Regions from separate parts of the Mus musculus genome. Here region 2 is linked to region 1. The links are chromatin contacts, called in public HiChIP or PLAC-seq maps. All regions are on one chromosome and are shown on one strand. Each heading gives the region's core, a stretch centred on a gene start, on an enhancer-like site or on the middle of the called end of the contact. The rest is flanking DNA. Distances are from core to core; before and after follow the strand shown. Region 1 overlaps Rev3l (REV3 like, DNA directed polymerase zeta catalytic subunit). Region 2 holds the start of Rpf2 (ribosome production factor 2 homolog).

Region 1 (6,449 bases), core at 698-3,197:
CTGTTCCACATTATTTTAAATAAAGTCGATGCTATCTTAGATAGAATGAAACTAACATTTAATAACTGCATTCTTTAAAAAGACATTCAAACTAACAAGAGCCCTTTATTTTCTATATACTTTCTCCTCAAGAAAAACTGAAGAAATCTTTCTAGTTGAATAAAGAAAATAGATTTCAGAAGTTGTATTACCTCTTATATGCCAACTTCATTTCTTTTCAATTTCCCTAGCAGTGAATTTATGTATACTACTGGTATGCATGGTATTTGATGGAACAGGCAGACCTCACCAACCCTCCAATTCATTCTGGTGTACTCATCAAAAATATCATTCTCTACCAATTAAGAGATGATATTGAACTTTAATTACAAGTCAGATGTGAAGAAATTTTTTAGCAGTAAGTTCGTGGTATATTTCTTTCTTAGAGATTTTTGGAATAGACTATCCCCAGCTTTTGGTGTAGGTAAAGTTGGAGAAATTGCAATTGATTTGTTTTGATGGGTTTTTTTTTCTCCCATGTTTAAAAAAATCCATTTTAAAATAGCATTTCTACATATTTGGTCATGGTTCTTTTTGTATTATATCTTAAAATATTATGCCTCCATGAGAAAGAAATCAGGAAAGCAATCCTATTCTTAATTGGGGAATGGAACCCTGGGAATAAACCTCACCAAAAAAGTGAAAGGCCTCAACAATAAAAATTGCAAAGCAGTAAGCAGGACATGGTGGTGCATGCCTTTAATCCCAGCACTAAGGAGGCAGAGTTACGCAGGTATCTATGAGTTCAAGCTAGCTTAGTCTATAGAGCTCGTACCAGGCCAGCTAGGGCTACACTGTGAGACCTTATCTAAGAAATAAAAATTATGAAACACTGGAGAAAGAGACTGAAGAACAACAAGATGGGAAAACACCACTGTATGAAAGAGTTAATATTGTTAAAATGAAATAATGTCAAAATTGAACTACATAATGCAGACCCTGTGAAAGTACCTATGACCTTCACAAAACTGGAAGAGAAAAAAAAAACCCTAAAAGTCTTATGGAAACACAAATGATATCAAATAGCAAAAGCCAATCCTAAGCAAAAAAGAGTGATGGTGGAGGGGAGGCCTCAGAATACCTAATGTCAAATACACTGACAAAGCCAAAGTAATAAAAGCTTGATAGTATAGGATTAGCATAAAAAGAACACAGACCAATAGAATAAAATTGGCAACCTAGAAATAAACCTGTTTGTCTATGCCATCTTATTCTTGACAAAACTGCCAAAAAATATATATAAGAAAAAAAGTCATGTCAACAAACAATGTTAGGAAACCTGATTATCCATATGTAGAAGACTAAAACAACAACCCTCTTACCATTCATTCAATATAGAAGGCATCGAAAGGGCTATGCAGCTCAGTGGTTAAAAGCACTGCCTGTTACTTGGTTTTAATTCCTAGCACCCATCTGGTTTACAACTGCTTGCTAGCCCAGTTCCAGGGGATCTGGGCTCTCTGAGCACCAGACATGTACATTGTGCTCAGACAGATATACAGGTAACAGTTTCCTGAGTAAGACTCAAAACTTGAATTAACCAATGGGATTCCAAGGCTTCTTACAGCAAAGTAAACAATCAGGATTAATCACAAGTAAAGATATAGCCTGGATCAGGATGTGTCTGAAATATGTAAAGGACTCAAGAAACCGAATACCAGATGAGCACACAATCCAGTCAGTAAATAATCTTCTTTGTGATCACAAAGAGATAGCAGTGGCCAAAGAAGAATAGGAAGGTCCCAGGTGTCTGTGGCCATCAGGAAGTGTAAGTTAGACTGCACTGAGACTTCCTCACCACAGTCATCGAGGCTGTTGCTCAGGAAATAAAAAAGGCCAACACGTGTGAGAGCAGAAAGGGGCCTTGTTCTCCACAGCTGGGTAGGAGGGTAAATGACATGGCTGCCATGGAAATGCTGTGAAGGCCTTTCAGACTAAAACACCACTAGCATGGAATCCAACATCACTGCTTGGGATAAACCAGAAAGTCCGAATACAAAAGAGCTTACTTGCTTATTGCTGCACTGCTCACAACAGCTAAGCAATAGGATCAGCCTGGACACCCATCTTACTTATCAGTCGACAAGTGGATTAAAAAGTGTGATATATATATATATACATACATACATACATACATACATACATACATACATGTATGTATGTATGTAGTATTTGGCCATAATGAATAGTAAGGCATATCATCTGCAGGGAAATGAATGGAACCTGAAACCCAAACACAGACACCGCTTTGTCTGTTACATGTGGAAGGTAGAGCTTGTAGTAGAGCACCTGAAGTAAGCAGGATCTGCTAGGAAAGGCAAAGGCAAGGAGATCATAGAGAGGACGGTGGGAAAGGGCTGGACAATGATGACAATATAGTAGTATATAAGTATAAAGGTTTTCACAGTTGATACGAACTAATAATTAGAGGTTTTTAAATGATAAAACAAAGGGAGAGTTGGGCTGGCTTCTAAAGGTACACCAAATGAATTAGAGACTGACCTACGTTTTCTGTCACATGTGTGGGTGTTTGCTTAAGCTCCCTTCAATAGCATCTTAAAAACCCCATTTACATTTTGACCTAGTATGTAAAGTTTAAAAATAATTTTTTTAATATTCAAAAGTGTGATTATCCTATAACTGAAGTTTTAATTGTTCAGGTTGACATGCGTTATTTTGCACGTGTCTGTGAATCATCAGTTAATACTGTTTTGTGGTTTTTCATTCCTACCAGAGTTCTCATAAATCCTCCCTAGTCTTGATTAATACAAATGATTTTTTTTTGGCAACAACAAATGTTATCACTTCATTATTCATCCCCTCTTCCAGATTGCTAATAAATGTAGGCCGGAGGGGATGGCTTAGTGCTCTAAGCATCAGATTTGAAATACCTAGAGTCCCTGGAACTGCAGGTTTGAATGTCAGCAGAGTCAACCCAGCTCATCACTCTTCCAAGGTAGATAAATGGAGTTCCCTGCAGAGCACTGTGTGGGGTCGCTAGGGTGAGCGCTTTACCAACTGAGGTGGTTTATGACTGATACAAGGCCCATGTGTCTCTCTAGAAGGATGGGGGTCTCGATCAGAGTTTGAACAGCATTTCCCTCTGAGTTTGTTGTATGGCTATCTATGTACTAGTTGACATCCTGCTTCCTGGAGTTCTCAGAGCTCGTATAGAAGTGCTGCATTCAATTTTTAAACAATACCAGAACCTTTTAAAAGAAAAACTCTTCAACAGAAATAAACTGTGATGATTGTGAATGGCAGCTACTAGTCCTGTGGTTATTCTGTTAGTAGCATGTTTCTGTTTATGACAGTTGGCCGTTGTATGCTTGTTTCCTTCTTAGTTACCGAAGTCTATATGCATGTGGGTGTGATTGAGGCATTTTATACACTCTTCTTCTTTTTCTCCTTTATGGTAGCCTTCTGTACGAAAGGGTGTTCTACCAAGAATGCTTGAAGAAATTTTGAAGACTAGATTGATGGTGAAGCAGTCAATGAAGTCTTACAAGCAGGACAGAGCCCTGTCACGGATGCTCAATGCCCGTCAACTAGGACTAAAGCTGATAGCAAATGTCACGTTTGGCTATACGGCTGCTAATTTTTCTGGGAGAATGCCGTGCATTGAGGTAACACATTTAATAAGAGAGTAGTTACTGAAGTATTTTGCTTTGTTACTAAACTTTAAAATGTCATTTCCATGACATACTAGTTTTTCTTAAATTGGATCTATAAACATGCATCTTTTCTTATTTCAATAATAATTTTTAAATTATATGCATATTTCCACATTTACTAACATAAGGTTTCAGTGCCAGTTTATAATAGTATTTACAGTAATTTTGATACTAAATAATTCCTTTTAATTTTGTTGTTGTTTTGTTTTGATTTTTCAAGACAGAATTTCTCTGGGTAGCCCTGGCTACCGTCGATCTGTAGACCAGGCTGGCCTAGAACTCAGAAACCTGCCTTCCTCTCCCTCCCGAGTGCTGGGATTAAAGGTGTGCAGCACCATGACTGACTCCTTTTAATTTGGTAGTTAGGTCCAAATATTACATTAAAGAAAAAACACCCCATGGACTGGAGAGATAGTTAGTTCACTCAGTAAAGTGCCTACTGTATAAACATGAGGGACCCACACGAAATGTCAGAAACAGCAACTTGTTACGTGTATCCAAGTGTTGAGTGGGTGGTGGCAGGAGGATCCCTGGCGCTCACTGGCTCTTACTGACTAGTCTGTTTAACTGCATAAACTCTGGGTTCCATGGAAGACCTTGTCTCAAAAAGGTGGGAAATAAGTGACTAAGACATCTAATGTCAACCCCTGACCACTGCACACACATGTCTTGTGCACAGCTCACAAGAGGCAAAGTGAATCTCACACCTGCTCAAGAGCTGACATTAGAGTTCATCAGGTCAGCTGCTTAATGAAGCAAGCCTGCTGACTTCAGTTCAGTCCCTAGGACCCACAAAAATGTGGAAGGAGAAAAGTGGGTTCCATGGAGTTATCTTCTGCCTTCCTGTGTATGCTACAGTCACACACGCACACACATTTGTGTGTGTGTGTGTACGTGTGTGCGCACGCGCGCAGTCACGTACCAACATAAGGCTAGAGAGATGGTTCACTGGGAGAAGGGGAGAGAAGCGGGATGGGAACATGGCTCAGTCAGGGCTTGGGGGCACTGTGCACACTAGAGAGCTTGAGCTTCCCAGTACCACTTAAGGTGGACATAGCTATGTCTGTAACTCCAGTGTTACAAGGAAGATGGGAAGGTGGGCAGAAGGTGGCTTCTGGGTTGAGCAGAGATTCAACGTTTTGTTAAAACTTTGTGATTTCAGTTAGATAACATGATTTAGTGCTTTGTTGGTTGGTTTTCTGGTTATGCTTTTTGTTTTGAAACAGGATCTCACTGTGAAACCCTAGCTGGAACCCGTAGAGATCTGCCTTCCTCTGCCTCCTAACTACTGGGATTAAAGATATGCACCAGCATGCATGCTGATTCTCAGTGTGTTTTAATGTACTAAGTTGTCGTTTTCTAATATACTCAAAGTTTCAATATGATATATTATCTTAACTTAAAATACAAATCAAATTTTTGCTTCCATTTTATGATCTGTTCCTTTCCTCATATACTATAGTTTCCTTTGCAGTGCAGCTTTAGACAGCTTTCTGAATACTGTTAGATCTGTATTTAGTTTGGGAATTTCAACTTTTGGAACAAAAAGGGAAGTATCATTATTACTGTTGTTTGGTTATTAACAAAAAGACAAGAATGCACAAGTTTACTGTAAAATTCAAGGGAAATGCTCCATTTGGTTTGGATGGCAGTCTTCTCTGTCTTTTGACCTCAGTTGATTTAGTAATTAAAATCTCTTTAATTTACCAAACTACATAATCTAATGAAGATGTGTTTCACGTTGCTTAAGGCCTAGAATTTTCTATCAGCTTGTGCCCTTATCCTTACTAAAACTCAGTAGTCACAGTGAAAGATCCCTATGGGCATATTTTTGTACTTACTTGTTTGTAATTAAACACTGCAAATATAATTTGTTATATAATTGTGTACTTTTTTCTTTTACTTAGTTTTAACAAAAATTATGTATTATCAATCTCAGAGATTTAATTTCAGCACTTAAATAAATTATCATAAACAGAATTTTTTTGAAATTTAGGTAGAAAATAAGGTAGACACACCTACCTTATACTTGGACCCAACACACAGTACTTTGTACCCTGGTTGATTTTATGAATATAAAGGAGAGGCTTTGAAAACCCACATGTGGCGATGCATGCCTTTAATCCCAGCACTCAAGAGTCAGTGGCAGGCGGATTTCTGTGAGTTCAAGACCAACCTGGTCTACAGTAGAAAGTTCCAGGACAGCCAGGGCTGTTACACAAAGAAATCTTGTCTCAAAAAAATAAATAAATAAATAAATAAATAAACAAACAAACAAACAAACAAACAGTTATTTGGGCTGTGCGTATACAAGGCTTATTCTTTCAAGAATCAAACGTACCTATGTACCTTGTAAAAATGTGAAGTCCTTCTTATGTCCTGACATAGTCAAAGGCAAGTCTATAGTCATAGATTCTTTTAAATTCATTTTTTTACTTTGTGATGCACTGGTAGTTATTTTTTTGTATTATTTCATTTTTTAAAATATCTAATAATTAAGATTTTAGTATTATTAAAATGTGTTGACTCTTACCGAGCTATGTTAAATCATTTCCAATGTGTTTGTATCATCAACAGGTTGGTGATAGCATTGTTCACAAAGCCAGAGAGACCTTGGAACGAGCAATTAAACTAGTGAATGATACCAAGAAATGGGGTGCTAGGGTTGTTTATGGTGATACTGACAGGTAATGAATTTAGAGGATTGTATTTGGGTTTGGGGCATTGGTTTACAGG
Region 2 (6,228 bases), core at 2,899-5,398, 400 kb after region 1:
TTATGAGATAGATCATGCCATTCTACACTCAGGACTGGAGTATCCAAAGATTTGTATATTGCAGGAAAGTCCCAAACCCACCCCCACCCCCAAGAACTGAGGAATGACTAAACTTGCATAGTCTCAAAGTATCTCCCCTAAATATTTACTAACTATAAAGGGGAAATTAGTAATAATGGAGACAACCAGAGATAAAGCTACCAAAGACTTTCACAAACTAGAGAAGACAAAGAATGGGGCCAGCAAGATGGCTCAACAGGTAGGTAAGCACTTGCCTCCTAGCCTAACAAACAGCTTGACTCCAGTCTAGAACACACAGAGAGGTGGAAAGAGAACTCACCCACACCACAGAGATGTCCTCTGATCTCTGCACCTATGCCAAGATAACAACTGGGGTCTTGAGGGTACCCCTAACTGGCAGGAGCACTTGCTCAGCATGTACAAAGCCCTGGGTTCAATCCCCATTATTTTCAAGAAGGAAACAAACAAACAAGACTAGGGAAACACAATGTGAGAGAGAAAACAGTTACCTAGTAAACCAATAACTTCCTCGGTATTACTGCCAATCCCTGGTTACACTAACTGCTGTGATAATGTAAGACACCACTGGACGAGCTGGGTGAGGGACACGCAGGAACTCTAGTCATTCTTAGAGTTTTCCTATACATATGTAACTCCTTCAAAATTAGCTAAGTTACAATGATGCAAGAATATTCTGAGCCAGGCATGGTGGTGCACGCCTTTTATCCCAGCACTCGGGACGCAAAAGCAGGTGGATCTGAGTTTGAGGCCAGCTAGGGCTACATAGAGAAACCCTGTCTCAAAAAAAAAAAAAAATATATATATATATATAAAGAATATTCATTCAGTGTAAATACTAACACCTTTTTCTTCCAAACCTTTCATAAAACAATTGTTACAACTAAGCAAAATAAGTGATGATGATAATAATAATAATGACTTACTTTTTATAGAGAACTCCATATGGTTTCTTCAGTGCATACTGTAAAACATAATTTTAAACTTTCTCAACAGAACATTCAAGAAGCAGAGTCATGGCTACCTTCCTGATTTATATGCCTGCACTAGCAGTTGTTCTAAATTCAGGGCTGGGGCAGGATCTTACTATGCAGCCCGGGCTGCCCTGACTGCCAATCTTCCTGCCTCTGCCTCCTAAGTGCTAGGATTACATATGCTACCGTGTTTAATAAAACATGTGTTGGGTCTCACTCAGCCAAGTGTTTCCCTGTCTCAGTGCAATGAACAGTGCCACCTTTTTCTAACAACTGAGAATGATCATCATGAACGCTGACTACTGTAATATTCTAATATTGTACTGCTCTTAGAACTTGCTTAAATGTGTAAGGTCACTGGGAAGGAATGGCTGGCTGTTCCCCCCAATACCACAACAGGCAGTCAAATATTTCAGAAAAAGATGAGCCAGGCCAGACACTGTGGCTCCCATCTGTAATCCCGGGCTCAGTGAGACGAAAGGTGAGCAATGTGGCTCAGTGAGAATGCTGCTGGCCAGCAAGGGCTGACAAGATGGCAAGGCATTCCTCGAAGAGCATCCAAGTTCTGCTACCACCACATCAACAGGCTCACAGGTATAGTCACATATGTACATACTCACACACACACGCATACACATACTACAAAATACAGAATTGGAAGCAACAATTCCATATGCCTACCATGTCTCTGAGTACTTGTGTCACGGTTGCATTTGCATTTCCGCCTTTAATCAGCATGGCATTCTTAATGTTCTCAGTGAGTTTCGGTTCTCTCTTCTCAAGGAATCTCTTAGCCCTTTTAGTTTTAGGCTTTCTGTAAAAAAAAAAAAAAAAAAGCACAATTCAGAACAAGTTACACATTTTCCTCATATGACAGGAACTCAGCAGGAATGGTACTCACATTTATCAAGCAGGATTCCAACAATAACAACAAACAAAACAAAACAAAAACCTCACTTAGCCAGTGTGTGATGGTGGCACACGAGTTTAATCCCAGCACTTGTGAGGCAGAGGCAGGCCGATTTCTGAGTTCGAGGCCAGCCTGGTCTACAGAGTGAGTTCCAGGACAGCCAGGGCTACACAGAGAAACCTTGTCTCAACAAACAAACAAAAATCCCTACTTTTTCAAGATGGTATTAGCAACAGTATTTTATCATTACTGTTAGATATGTGTTTTATTAGCTTTTGGTTTCTTACATAAACTTCCTTTTTGCTATTCTCACTTGTTCTAATACTAATTTTTTCTACACCTCTTATTAAACACTAAAGGATTGTGGGGCTTCGAGGTTAGGTTAAGAGCAAGTGCTGCCTTTGTAGATCTGAATGTAGATTTGGTTCTTAGCACCCACAGGACAGCTCCCAACTGGCTGTAATTCCAGTTCCAGGGACCTGCTGTTCTCTTCCGGCTTCTGCGGGCATTGCATACACAAGTGCACATAAATACAAGCTAGCATTCACACATACATAAATAAAAATAAATTTAAAAAATGAGATGACGTCAAGTTAAGCGTTGTTTTTAACTTAGTATGTTTCTGCATGGTGGCCTGTAATTACAGCTCTTTAACAAATCAGGCAACTCAAGACTAAAAAAATAATATGCCCAAGATCTTCACTGCTGGCATGGAAGCCAACGTTAAAATTGTACTAGATGTAAGTTACAACTCCAATGTGCAAATAATTCAGGGGGCAGGGTATGGGGGACTTTTGGGATAGCACTGGAAATGTAAAGAAAATACCTAATTTAAAAAAAAAGAATGTAAAAAAAAAGAATTCAACTTTGCTTCTGATTTGCTGCAGTAAACATGATACTTTTCACAGTTTTCTATGAACAAAATTTCTCCTCTCTCAAATAAAAATAACCCTCCATTTCCCAGTCTTGGGACAGGTAGGGAAAGAAGAAAGAGAGAAAAAAAAGAAGGGAGGAGGGACAAAAAGAGAGCGAGAGAAAGAGAGAGAGAAAGAAAAGGGGAGGTAGGGAGGGGAGGAAGGAAAGGAAGGAGAAAGGGAGAGGAAAGAAAGAAAAAAATAAAAGAAAACCCAAAATATGCATACACCTTAATTTCCCACATAGAATTTAAAAATTCTCCTCCAATGAAATGTCATGTATAAAACCAAGTTAGGCTGAGCAGTAGTGACACATGCCTTTAATCCCAGCACTTGGGAGGCAAAGGCAGGCAGATTTCTGAGTTCAAGGCCAGCCTGGTCTACAGAGTGAGTTCCAGGATAGCCAGGGCTATACAGAGAAACCCCGTCTCGAAAAAACAAACAAACAAAAAAAAAAAAAACCCAAGTTAGTCATTTAATAGTCAGTCAAAGATGTACACATTTTATTGAGTTAAATCAAGGCACACACTGTTTTTATACACTTTACAGCCCGTGTCTTTATGCAATTTGACTAACCAGTTATCAATATAAATAGCACCTTACTAGTTAGTCATAGTAGGTGCACAAAATTCATTAATGACTAAAAAGAAACTGTCGTCTACACTACATATTTACTTAAGTAGCAGAAAACTGTAAGAACCAATGCAATAGCATTTGGGAACTCAATAAGTATTTTTTGAACAAACGTAACCATCACTCAGGGAAATGCAGAAGTGTACAAGGTTGGAAGGAAAAGAAAAATTCCCATTTTGTACCTGTTGTGGCAAACACTGCTCTCTACAGTTCTATGACACACGGCTGTTGTGACAGCTATTTTTTACAGGGTAAACTGATTTAGGGCTGTTCAAATGCCCAGAGTGACAAAACTTTGAGTCCAGTTTGTCGCCTGGTTCTTGTCAGATTCCGAGGCCACCACCATTCTCACAGCTCAGAATCTATCAGCGGCGAGGTCATAAGCCGATCACAGCGTCCGCCCTCGCTCCAGTCCACCGCCCGCGGTCTGCCACCACGGCTTCCCCAGCGGCGATTCGGGACGGAGAATCGGCCGAGCCGACTCCTTCCCAGGGACCACTAGCAAAGCACGACCGGAAAGAGCGACAGCGGGAAGACCGCGTCGGAGGTCACGGGAGACTCGCCCCCACGCCATCGCGCCCCACACACTTACAGAACTTTGTCCAAAGCATCCATAGCTGCAAGATCCCTTAGCGAATGCACGTGTACCGATTACTTCCGGGAAGCCGCCGCGAGCGCCGGAAGAGACGGTGCCGGAAGTGCGAAATACCACTTCAATGGACAGCCCGGCTGTCCGCGCTGGCGGCCATTTTGGGAAGGCATGGCGTTCCGTCTCCCTTGGTTACGGAACGTTGTTTGATTGTTCTCCGGAAAGTAAACGACTTAGTCGAGGATTTGGGAGGCAAGTGTTCCTTTTCAGGGAAATAACCAGAATGCTAGAAAGGTTGGAGGTACGGTACTCAGTTACCAAAAGTACTGCTATGAAAAGGACGCCATTAACTGGGAGAGCAGTTGAAGCAGCTTGATTAACCCCTCGCCTTCTACATGAAAGATACACGAAGAATACTGCTCATCGTGACTTTCTCTCAAGTCTCAGTCATATAACTTGCATATAGTTATATAAAATACACCTGGTAATGTGTACAATTCATTGGTTTGGGTGCCTTCACAAAGCCACTGAAGCCAGCACAGCCGTGAAGGCAGTAACACCAGCATTGGGGGAGGAGAGGGCAGAATTGAAAATTAAAAATTCAACCTCCACTCCACAATGAGGTGCACGCGCACACACACACACATCAAAGAACTCAGCATTGGGCTGCAGTCCTGGCATCTCAGTACTTTAGAAAGGAAGGCTGGAAGATCAGGCTGTGTAGGGATTTAGATGCAACCATCAACTATTATCTCATGCAATATACTTTTATTACTTCAAAGAGCTCACATACCCATCCACGAGTGGCACGGTGTTGCCTGGAATTGCCTAGTCTGCTGTACATAGTATGAATTGAATCTCATAGTGTGCAGTCTTGGGTCTGACTTTATTAAATTTTGAGTTTTGTTTTGAGACAGGGTTTCTCTACATCACTTTCTCTGGCCTGTAACTTGCTATATAGATCACCGGGATCTTGAATTCTGTGTTGTTTCTGCCACTTGAGTGACAAAAATTACAGTCATTTGCCACCACAAGTGACCTAATTTACCATTGCAAGGTCTGTGCATTTGTGTGCTCTGTTTTGGGGTGAGGATCTTGAAATGCAGCCAGTGCTGGCATAGAGCTGTTGACCGTGCTGGTGTAGAACCTGAGATGCTGCCTTTCCCTATGGACCACTGGAACTAAATGCATAGCCTACCAAGATTAAAGGCATGTCCTGCCATTCCAGGAAATCCATCTTTTTGCATATTGGGATGGATAATGGCAAGTTAGGAAGGTGGCTTCTAAATAGCTTTAAAGGCCTGGCTGGAGCTACCTGGGCAGTCTCAGTGGTATAGCACTTAACTATATACACCGTCCTAGGCACAAACTCCTGTCCAAGTCTGACCGGACTATTTAAGACACTGTCTCAAAATAAATAAGCAATAAATCCATCTGGTAAACAAACTCCTTTTCCCAAGTTCTATGAGCTGTGCTAGCAAGCAATTGAAGGTGAGAAAAGCATTGTGGGAACATTCAGTTTGTAGGCAAGTCAGAGGCGGTGGGTAACTTGGGGAACTACTTGAGATTAGCATGTAGACTAGAGATGGCACGATGGTATGGGGCTGTGGATCTGACACTAAGTCCAGGTTGACTAAGGATCAGAACTTCAGAACTGGATTAGGTTAGATGACATTGAATATGTATCCTCTAGGAACTCATCTGTGATTTAAACAAAACAAACAAAAAAACCACAAAACCCAGATATATAATATCTGTTGTACAAAAAAAAAGTCATCTGACTTATTGCATTCTTCACAGGATGACTTTAAAACACAAGAACACTTGCTGCGGTCAGAAGGCTAGAGAATTTAAGGCTAGTCTGGGTTACATATAAAAACTCTGTCTCAGGAAAAAAGGAGGGTGAGTATGGGGCAGAAGACAAGAGTGGTGATGGCCCAGCAGTTAGGAGGACTCACTGCTCTTAGGAAGGACAGGACTGCAATCCCAGCACCACATGGCTCATGGCCATCTCTATCTCCAGTTCTAAGAGGCCCAAAGTCTCTTCAGACCTCCTTGAAACTCTTGGCTCTCTTGAAACTCATTTTGTAGACTGGCTGCCCTTGAACTGAGAAATGTGCCTGCTTCTGCTTCCGGAGTGCTGGGATCAAAGGTGTGTGCCACCAACTG

What was found. HiChIP or PLAC-seq counts read pairs in DNA pulled down with a chosen protein or histone mark.
Region 2: an H3K4me3 HiChIP or PLAC-seq map of the SCID.adh cell line shows a contact between it and region 1, with 14 read pairs. The contact joins the promoter of Rpf2 here to the enhancer-like site in region 1. A contact is called at or near these places in 2 of 39 promoter capture datasets (hippocampal neurons and neural stem cells), 1 of 15 datasets of contacts at CTCF or cohesin (the NIH/3T3 cell line), 2 of 484 Hi-C or Micro-C datasets (cortical neurons and nephron progenitors), 9 of 115 datasets of contacts at active chromatin or transcription factors (the SCID.adh cell line, T-cell acute lymphoblastic leukemia, bone marrow-derived macrophages and 3 more) and 1 of 9 other capture datasets (embryonic stem cells).

Annotation. Positions count from the first base shown.
Region 1 is chr10:39,848,409-39,854,857 of GRCm38.p6, forward strand. Rev3l (REV3 like, DNA directed polymerase zeta catalytic subunit) reads left to right here. Exons shown (of 32, transcript NM_011264.3): 25 at 3,459-3,665; 26 at 6,291-6,400. Among named protein-coding and RNA genes, the nearest start is that of Mfsd4b4, 48 kb to the right of the region's middle. Within about 2 kb of position 1,948, at least 9 of the 459 cell types and tissues checked have an H3K27ac peak or open chromatin away from gene starts, as enhancers often do. A contact at or near this core is called in the SCID.adh cell line and neural stem cells, where this site is marked.
Region 2 is chr10:40,242,891-40,249,118 of GRCm38.p6, forward strand. Rpf2 (ribosome production factor 2 homolog) reads right to left here and starts at 4,149. Exons shown (of 10, transcript NM_023323.3): 1 at 4,063-4,149; 2 at 1,695-1,827; 3 at 966-1,003. The coding sequence starts at 4,085. It overlaps Gtf3c6 (general transcription factor IIIC, polypeptide 6, alpha), which reads right to left. Exons shown (of 6, transcript NM_026113.5): 6 at 4,811-6,228.